2 separate regions of the Hordeum vulgare genome follow, and region 1 is linked to region 2. Evidence: chromatin contacts called from public Hi-C data. All regions are on one chromosome and are shown on one strand. Each heading gives the region's core, a stretch centred on a gene start, on an enhancer-like site or on the middle of the called end of the contact. The rest is flanking DNA. Distances are from core to core; before and after follow the strand shown. Region 1 holds the start of LOC123444045 (high mobility group B protein 14). Region 2 holds the start of LOC123444042 (probable WRKY transcription factor 48).

Region 1 (4,806 bases), core at 1,780-4,279, 760 kb after region 2:
GAGGTAATGCGATTTCTCCCATATCTTACATTTTTAGGTGTTACTTGATGATTTTTTTAAATAATTCCTTGAATAAACTCCGTTGTAATTTACTTCTGTCACGAGTAGTTCTCCGCTAAACAAAACATAGTTTATGACAGTTCATCAACATACTTTATTGCATTGCTATCCATTTCTCGTGCAGCAAGCGATTTGTTTAATTTGCAGAGTGTGACCAATAGATCCTCCAATATCAGTTTTTTTAAGAAATGCTGATCAAATTGTTATTAACCTATCCTTTTCAGAATCATGTGAAAAAAATTGTATTTGTTTGGAGCCGTCTCCTACATGTATGCATCTTTGGGGGGGGGGGGGGGGGGTTAGTTAAAGCGACAACTTATGTTTAAAAAAGCAGCTTGCGTAGTCCAATGTATTAATGTTCATATTTAGCCTAACTGTTGCTCTTCTCTTTTAGTATGTGTGGAAATCACACAAATATCACATGAGATCTTATTTTCTGTTTATTCTTCACTTTTTCTTTGCACCATGGACACGTGTGATCCATGCAATTGCAGGTCCTCACATCAAACCGAAAACACAGATGCACCAAAAGAGATCGGCCTCGGTGCTTAGTTTTGGTTGGCATTGCTTCAATAATTAATAATATGATTGGGTGCATCATCTGATGCAATGCAGAAAAGAAAAGCACTGATGTATACCTTTGTCACCAGAGGGTGGTGGAAAGAACTGCAGGTAGCAAACAGAGGCAACCACCATTCCTTCATGTACACGACAAACCTCGTCAGCACCAAAGATAGTTCAGAGGTTTCCCGCAAAAGCAGAAATAGAAAAGGGATAAAAGTTCAGAGATAACAATGAATAGGCGCGAGCTTATTCTGAAGCACAAACCAAGGATGCCGCCCGCGAAGACGTCCTGCCAATGGTGCCAGTAGTCATCTACCCGCGAGATGGCGATGACAGCGGCGACGAGGAGAGGCAGGATGACGACGCACAGCTTGGCGACGTGCCCTCGTCGGTCGAAGACGGCGACCTTCCCGGCGAGGTACCACGACAGGAACCCCAGGCCGGCAAAAGACCCTGCAACACCCGCCGCATGACAACGAGCTTATTATCCTCGAGCACATAGCACACGTAGAAAAATCATACACCGTTATGTTGCTGTCATCAGTTTGTGACAGTAACTGTGCAACTGATGAATCTAATGAAGTGAGTGGCGTAATCGAGTCATACAGGAAGAGTGGCCACTTGGGAAGCTCTTGTGGCCTTCTTTGATCACGCTGGCGTCGCCGTGGCATATGACTGCTGTGGTGATGTTGTCGTACACCTGGACAGCAAGGGAACCGAACCAGTCTAAGTCTGGATGCCAGCAAGGGGATATCTGAAGTTCATTCACTTAGACTTTGTGAGTAAATCGGAGTGTTATTACAGCGATTCCATCAGGGAAGCAGCGCCAGAAGAAGTTGGGGCGCGGACGGCCCACGGCATCCTTGATAGCATCGGTCAGGACGCCGGTGATCAGCACAGAGAACAGAATACCTGCTTGTGTAACTAATGTGCATCAGAGCGAAACCAAGAGGACAACTACTGCATTTCCATCAGGAACTTAGATGAAAATATAAACAAGTAAGGTACCAAGTATAGCATGGTGCAAATCATACGCATTCCTCCTCCAGATGTATATTGCGACGAAGATGAGCACGGGCACAATGACAGCAACGACCTGCGTGAAAACACTCAAGTAAACTTCAAGCTCAGGAGATGTGTAGTTTTCAAATTTAAATGACAGACAGGGTAAACACGCGGGAGGGGTCGCACGCACCGCAACGGCCCAGACCGGGACGGTGTTGCTCTTCATGGGGTATCTGAGGTCCGCGATCATGTCTTCGCCGACGAACCGGTGGAACGGCTCGATGGCGTTGAGGACGCCTTCGACGGCGACGAGGAGGAGCAGCGCGACCCAGTCGTAGGCGTGCGACCTGGCGATCCTGACGCCATGCGACAGCATCGCGGGTGACGGGCACGCCGGAGCATTGGTACCGGCCGGCGCCTGCATCTCAGCCTCTCTCTCTCCGGGGTGGACGTGGATCCAACACTACTTATCCGTTCTAGTGAACTGCAACGCCAATGCAGGAGTGGAGACAGCGATGTTGGCGTATTTGCTCTCCGCTCTGGGTCGACTTCGTTTTCTTTTATTTCGTTTCTGGGACGGTGCATCAACCCTTGTTTATACTAGCTCGCAGAATGGAGGACTTGAAGAACGACTGGCAGTTGCCAAGGAATTTGGCTATGTACTTTGAATGACTGGGGTACTGCAGTGGGTTGACTGACTTGCTGCACCGCGTGTGGACAGCGATTGCACCGCGTGCCACGCGGTATCCACTGGGTCCACTACCCGGCTTGTCGGTTATATATGTAACTGCAGCATCAACCGTCAATGCTCCCAGGTCATTTATAACTCATCATCGTCATCACTTGTACAAGCAGACCAGAAAAAACAACTTTAGTAGTACCGACTTAGAAGCAACTAGCACAACGGTACCATATCCTTCAGGAGGTGTTTGGTTACAGAAATGATAATGTTAACGTGAACGTAATCAGATCAGGTACCAAAAAATAAAAATGAATAATAAACAGTTTGAATGTTGGATTTGTGGGCTTTACCCTCCCCGAAGGAAAGGAGCCCTTTCAGAAATTCTCAGTGGCCCCGGAGGGCCAAAGAGGGGGTTTGGAAATAGTTTTCAACCAGCAATTGACGCGCCTCGGTATAACCTCACTAGCTGCGTCATTGCCCCAAGCGCAAAGATGCCTTCTCCCCTCCGCCCACCACCCCATCTTATACTCGCCCACCCCTCGCGCTCTTCCCTCCACAACCGATGTGGTACAAAACTAACAACACAACCCGACCGGCTCGATGGATTAGGATTTAAGGAGCGGGCGGGCCAGCAATCCTTGCTGGGCCGGGCCTCCCACGGCCCAAAAAAGCCCGGGAGCCCGGCAGCCAGGTGATCCCGAGTACTCCCCTCCTCTGCGCTGCGCTGCGCTGCTCTGCTTCTTTCTTCTTCCTCCTCCTCCCGCAAGCCGACCTACGCCTCGGCGAGCCCGAGAGAAGCGCGGGATGAAGACGAGGTCGCAGACCACCCCGAAGCCACTCAACACCGTGCGGCTGCCCCCCGTGGAGAGCCCCCGGTCGAGGCCGAGGCCGAAGCCGAAGCCGAGGCCGGAGACGCGGAAGAAGGGGACCCTCGGCGACCTCCGCCGCCCCAAGAAGCCCCCCACCGCCTTCTTCTATTTCATGTACGTATGTCCTAGAATTCTTCATCTGTAGCTGATCCCGTGTCTACTAACTGGCGACTGCTCTGCTGAGAAGCAATTGGGATGCGGTATTAGGGGTTTCTCCGGCTTCTCGGCTGGACTGCTCGCTCCCAGTCCAGCTTTTGGGATTCGCCGGCGTTCTGTTGAGAAACTTTGAATCGATGCGTGCCTTAGTGGTGTTCTGGAGAAGAGGACTCGAGCGAGCCCCCGTGTCCTCGAGATGTTTATCCCAGTCTAACTGTCAGAGGAGTATTTGTTTGGTCAATTCGAACTGTTTTCAGCTTATCAGTAGCACCGGAACGGTTAATAATTACTGATGTGCGTATAAACAAAAATGTACTGTGTGCTGTTGACTTATGCGAAAGTTGATGTTCCAAAATGCTTCAAGTACTGATAAAGATTAACTGCTATAGGACATTGTCGCTGCACCATATAAACGTATTCTGCTTCATCCAGTCATCATCGTTCAACATATTGGTTGCTTATCCTTTGGGTTTTTCACATGGCTTTAGGTGTAACACAAATACCAAACTTCCTTCCTCGTGTCCTGGTGTTCAACATCAATCTATCATGATTCATGAACATAATAACTGCAGAGGTAAATAATATTCCTCTGTCCATCGTAGACTGTTAACCAGGGCACCAGGCTAATGATCAAATAAGTAACAAAATTGATGTACATACGATCTTCAATGTACGATTTGCATCCGACACTGAAATCAAATGGTGGAACAATGCTGAAACACTGCATCCGATGGTGGATGGAGTGCATCGGACATAAATCATACATGGATGTGTTGTACTCATAGCAGCGCTCAATAGATAATGCAAACATGCTGCGGTATCCAGAAACATTTGAATAGTTGATGTTGCCAAATGCCTACCTCGGTCTTTGTGCGACTCACAGATTGCATGCCTCAGTACATGTCTGATTTCACAGCACTACTTATGTTTCACGTTTGTGTATTTCGTCTAATTAGAAATATCTGTAGGCAAACATGGGTGTTTCTTCGCAAGAACCCAGTTAATTTCCATGGGGATCAAGAAAGGATTATATGATCATTTCGCTACCCTGGTTAAGATGTTTCATCTCTTGCACTGAACCAATTTTAATGAAGCTTTTATATTCTTTTGAAGGGAGGATTTCCGGAAAACGTATCAGGAAGAAAATCCAAGTGTAAAAGCAATGCAGGATGTAAGTTTCCATCATTTAAATTTGAAGCTTCAAGTTGGCTTTCTTAGTCTTGTAATGTAATATACCTTTCACTGCAGGTAGGGAAAGCATGCGGCGAGAAATGGAATAAAATGGCATTTGAGGTTGGTATTTTCCCTCTGATAGCCTGATGAAGTGATGATGTCTGTGGTGCATTAGGTAGCTAGTCATCACACCATGTTGCTCTCTGGTAGTATAATATGGTTGATAGGAATATGAAGTGGAGACGTAGTTTGGTTTCTTTGATGATTCACTTGTTTCCGTTTTGTTATCGGAAATCA
Region 2 (4,289 bases), core at 781-3,280:
TCTTCTTCACCACGCACTTCTGCGTCGTGCACCGGTAGTAGCTCCTGCACCCACCCATCGCCATTATCAGCACAGCACAGCACAACACAAGCACATGCATACATAACCATTCTTCGTCCCTATACATGTAGGAGTACATATATACCAAAATCGCCCGTGCGCATGCGGTGCAACTACCTATATATGCATGTATGTACGTACATACGTTGATACGTACCTGGGATACGGGCTGTTCTTGACGGCCTTCTGGCCGTACTTGCGCCAGCGGTAGCCGTCCTCGAGGTGGTCGACCTCGCTCTTGGTCATGAAGGCGACCCGCGGCTGCCGCGGCCGCTTCTCGCCCTTGCCGGCCTTGCCACCCTTCGCCGCCGCCGCAGACCTGAAAAGATTTCGATTATTTACGCGTCGGTGAGATGAGACATCGGTAGCGGAAAGCGATCACGGAATCGTATACCATTTGGCTGTCTCGACTCTCGATAGCTTAGCTCTCTACTCCTAGTGGCGGATAGAGATTTCGTTCATACTACGATCGATCCATGGACTGACTAGGATATGTAAGAGATCCCGTTCAAACATGGTTGTTGGCTTGGTCTATGCAAGAGAGCGCACATGGTTTTTAGGAGGTTCACATTGCGGCTAGCCTTTTTGCTGCCCCCTTTTCTTCTCTTTGGATTTTGTGGGAGACGCGCGCATATGATAGGTTGCACCAAAGTAGAACCTGAGGAAATCCTAGATGGGGGAGGGTCTCTTAAGTCTTAACTGGGGGTGGCTCCATTCTAGAGATTATTGGGCATGATTTTTGCAAGATGGGGCCATACATACATAACATGGGGTACAAGAGGAAAAATGAACAACGCATATGTAAAAGTAGTACAAAAAATGCAAGAGGTAAATTTGTTCTGGATCAAGTTTGGATCAAGATTTTGGAGATGAAGCAAGTAATCAAAATCAGATTATGTATATATGTATGTATTTATTTATTTATTGTTGACTGTCAGGCTCAGGCATGCAAGCTGAGTGTGAAACCCTAGCCGAGTTCACACCTTGGCCAGCCGGCCAAACTACCTTAAAGGGGGAATAAAGAACAAAATAAAAGAACAGAAAAGGCATGAATGAATGAATGGCCAGCGAGCAATTCAGGGAAGCGAAATCTAGCCCGCCCCCAAATCTTGATCCAAGATCACAGAAAAACCAAGACACGGATTAGGCAGCAGTCAGAAAAGAGAGACCAAGAACTCGCCAAAAGGGTCACCCAAGATTTCAGATCAAGGCACGGAAAATGAGAGAGATAGAGAGAAACTAACGCAGTCCAACTCACCCTTTCTTGGTCTTGTCACCCTCATCGCCCCCCTTGCCTTCCTCCCCGTCGCCGTCCTCCTTCTTGCACCTCCCCGCCGAGTCCCCCTCTCCGGCGCAGAGGCCTCCTCCCGCCTCGCTGGAGGAGGACGACATGGACGACGTGGCGTTGGGCGTCCCCCCGCCGGCGCTGGGAGTGAGGGCGCTGGGCGTGGTGTCCACCACCAGCTCCCTCTTGACGACGTCCTCCTCGGCCGGCAGCTCCAGCGCCCTGCACAGCAGGTCGTAGTCCATGGGCGTCTGCAGGTAGTCGGCGAGCCAGGACGCCTGCTGCTCCTGCTGCTGCTGCTGCTGCATCCCCGGCCCAGGCCGGTGCGTGAAGAGCGACGCGAGCTCGTCCTGGAACTGGAACTCGCCCGACATAGGCGCTAGCTATGGTATGGTAGGTGTATCGCTTTGCTCTTGTCCGTTGGAGATAGATGGTGCAGGAGCCCGAATCTCGATTGCTCTTGGGATTGGGGCTGTGGCTGGCGCTGGGCTTATGAAACTGAAGGGAGGAGGAGAGGGATCGAGAGGGAAGCAAGCATATGGGGGAGGTACTAGTAGTGGTGGTATGGTGGTGCAGTGATTAGTGAGGCAAGCCGAGGAGACAGCGAGAGGTGTGTGTGTGCGCGCAACGCAAGAGAACGAGACGGAGCGCAGCTCTTGGCTATATCTTGGGGATTCAGAGAGAGAGAGAGGGAGCGGTGATGTAGTATAGAGAGAGAGGGAGATGGTTGGGTGGGGGGATTTTTTTTTTCTCATTGGCTTTTCGGCTTGCTTTTGTGAAAGAAACAAGGGCTAATTGATTGGGCCCAAAAGAGAAGAGATAGATGAGATAGATGTCCATTCCTTCCTTGGCCTCTTTCCCTCTCATTTGGTTTCTTCCTCTCGGTTTTAACCGCAAGATACTCTATGCTTAGATCTCAGAGTCCAGACCTAGCTAGCTACAAGAGCGAGTATAATAATTACTAATTCTAATTCTAATGGCACCGTAATGTAGTGTAGTAGTGTAATGTAATGGTGGGGGTGGGAACGGTCCACGGTCACGGGCGGGGGCTGTGGTGAGTCAGCGGCGTGCACCGGCGGTAGCCGGTCACATGTTAGGGGTCAAAGCGCGGGCTCCGCGGTCAATCGTTCAGACGGATGGGGCATGACACGTGTGCGTCGCCCTTTGACCGGGCCCTACGCGCCCACGCCAGCGTGATCTCTGCCCTGCGCCCTCCGATCTCGATCTGTAGAGCTGACGGCCGGTGATGCAGGCTGTGGCGGTGGCATTGCATCATGCCATACGATGTCGTCGATGAGAGACCGAGGGAATAAACATGCGCGGGGTCCATCTGGCGGTGGCAGGTGGGGCCGGTTTCCGTCCGGAGACGGTGCGTGCATGACTCTGCACGTCGTCCTTCCGATCGATCCCTGTTTCGGCTCCCGTTTCGCTGCAGGAGAGGCGCGTATGGAGGAAATCCAATCCACTCCAATCCAGTCATAAAAAGGGATCGAAGTGACCGGGGACCTAAGTTTTAAGTGAGACTGCTACTGTTTGGTCACTCACTCGGCTCCCACAATCATGACAAGTGCATGCTACGCATATATACCATCCGATCGTTTATATCGCAAGGGCAAGGAGTAGTAGCGGCAGTGTCTATTTCCGCTCCGTTCGAGTCTGCTGTTTCAGGGCATGATTCATTTTCGTGTGCGTCAACTTTCAGAATCTTTATATATATACGTCTTCGAGTGTCCGATTGAAGCGATACAAACATGGTCACAGTTTGTGCATACATATAAAGCGTGTGAATCCGAACAGAGAACGCCGCACGTCATAGGATATACTATATACATCTATCGGCTGTCCAGCTCGTGCACCGGTTTTTTGCGTGTGCCGTGGCGGTGCGCCTGGCCTGAGACCGTGGTACGCGGCGCGGCGCCAGCTCTGCGTCCCGACGTCCCATGTGAAAAGCGATGGGTCGCAAGCATGGCCTCCACGTCGTCCACGCTTACGCTACACGCAAACGCCGGCAACACCGTGTCTCCTGGCTAAAAAACCGTGCCGGGCGGCCGGCGTCTGAAAGCGGCCGGGTGCGTGAGCGGGGTGTGAACGCCGGTGCGGGAGCCCCGATCGATGGCGCGCGCGGGGGGGCACGCTCGGTCCAGTCCAGGCACTGTGCGCGCAGCAGCACATGGCGATTTGGATCTGACACGATCGTCAGCCAGCACGGAGCGGCGGTGTGGCGGTACGGTACGGCGGCCGCGCGGCCGGCGCGGTGCGGTGCGGGCGCATTTAAGGCGTTGGAGGGTGGTGGCAGCAGCGACGGGTGAGGTAGCTTGCTTGGTGGGTGCTGCGCGCACCTGCTTTTTGTTTCGGTCCAGCCGGGGACTGCGACGCCCTGCCGCTGGTCGGTCTCTGGTCGGGCTCCAACCCCCCTCTCTCTCTCTCTCTCTACGTACGACCACCGTTTATGCCACATGACACGTTTTTGATTTTCTTTTATACTCCTATATATAATCAACATGATGATGATGCACTTGCAGGACTGTTAAAATCTCCGTGCCGTACTACGGACTGCTCGTTAGCGTCATTCATAGATTTGGTTTGGGTTCGTATTCTGTGCTGAACACAGCAAGTTGGACGTCCAGACGACACCAGGTGCTTGGATCTGGTTAAGCAAACCGCGGTCCACAAACTTCAGTCCTAAACTAGTCGGATGGTTAGAGAGTGGTATCCCCATCTCATTAGGGTTTAAGTTGTGGTGGTTGTATTATTTTTGAATTTATTTCAGAATTTTTGACGATATGCTTTCAGTTGAAGGATACATTTCTGTTAACGACGATGCGTCTACGGTAACTTGTAACTTCATAAATTTCAAGATGATATGTCGAATTTTCGACGATATGCTTTTAGTTGAAGGAGACGTTTCTGTTGACGACGATGCGTCTACGATGACTTCGTAAAT

Evidence for each region. A called contact is a pair of places that touch in the nucleus more often than the background predicts.
Region 1: a Hi-C map of seedling shows a contact between it and region 2, with 4 times the contacts expected there. The contact joins the promoter of LOC123444045 here to the promoter of LOC123444042 in region 2. A contact is called at or near these places in 2 of 6 Hi-C or Micro-C datasets (leaf and seedling).

What each region holds. Positions count from the first base shown.
Region 1 is chr3H:417,303,970-417,308,775 of MorexV3_pseudomolecules_assembly, forward strand. LOC123444045 (high mobility group B protein 14) reads left to right here and starts at 3,030. Exons shown (of 5, transcript XM_045120646.1): 1 at 3,030-3,294; 2 at 4,450-4,507; 3 at 4,585-4,629. The coding sequence starts at 3,116. It overlaps LOC123444044 (lipid phosphate phosphatase 2-like), which reads right to left and starts at 2,221. Exons shown (of 7, transcript XM_045120645.1): 1 at 1,820-2,221; 2 at 1,633-1,720; 3 at 1,427-1,536; 4 at 1,231-1,324; 5 at 889-1,077; 6 at 699-758. The coding sequence starts at 2,053. LOC123445897 (a small nuclear RNA gene) reads right to left here and starts at 2,804; the gene lies at 2,654-2,804.
Region 2 is chr3H:416,546,770-416,551,058 of MorexV3_pseudomolecules_assembly, forward strand. LOC123444042 (probable WRKY transcription factor 48) reads right to left here and starts at 2,031. Exons shown (of 3, transcript XM_045120644.1): 1 at 1,319-2,031; 2 at 218-379; 3 at 1-44. The coding sequence starts at 1,719.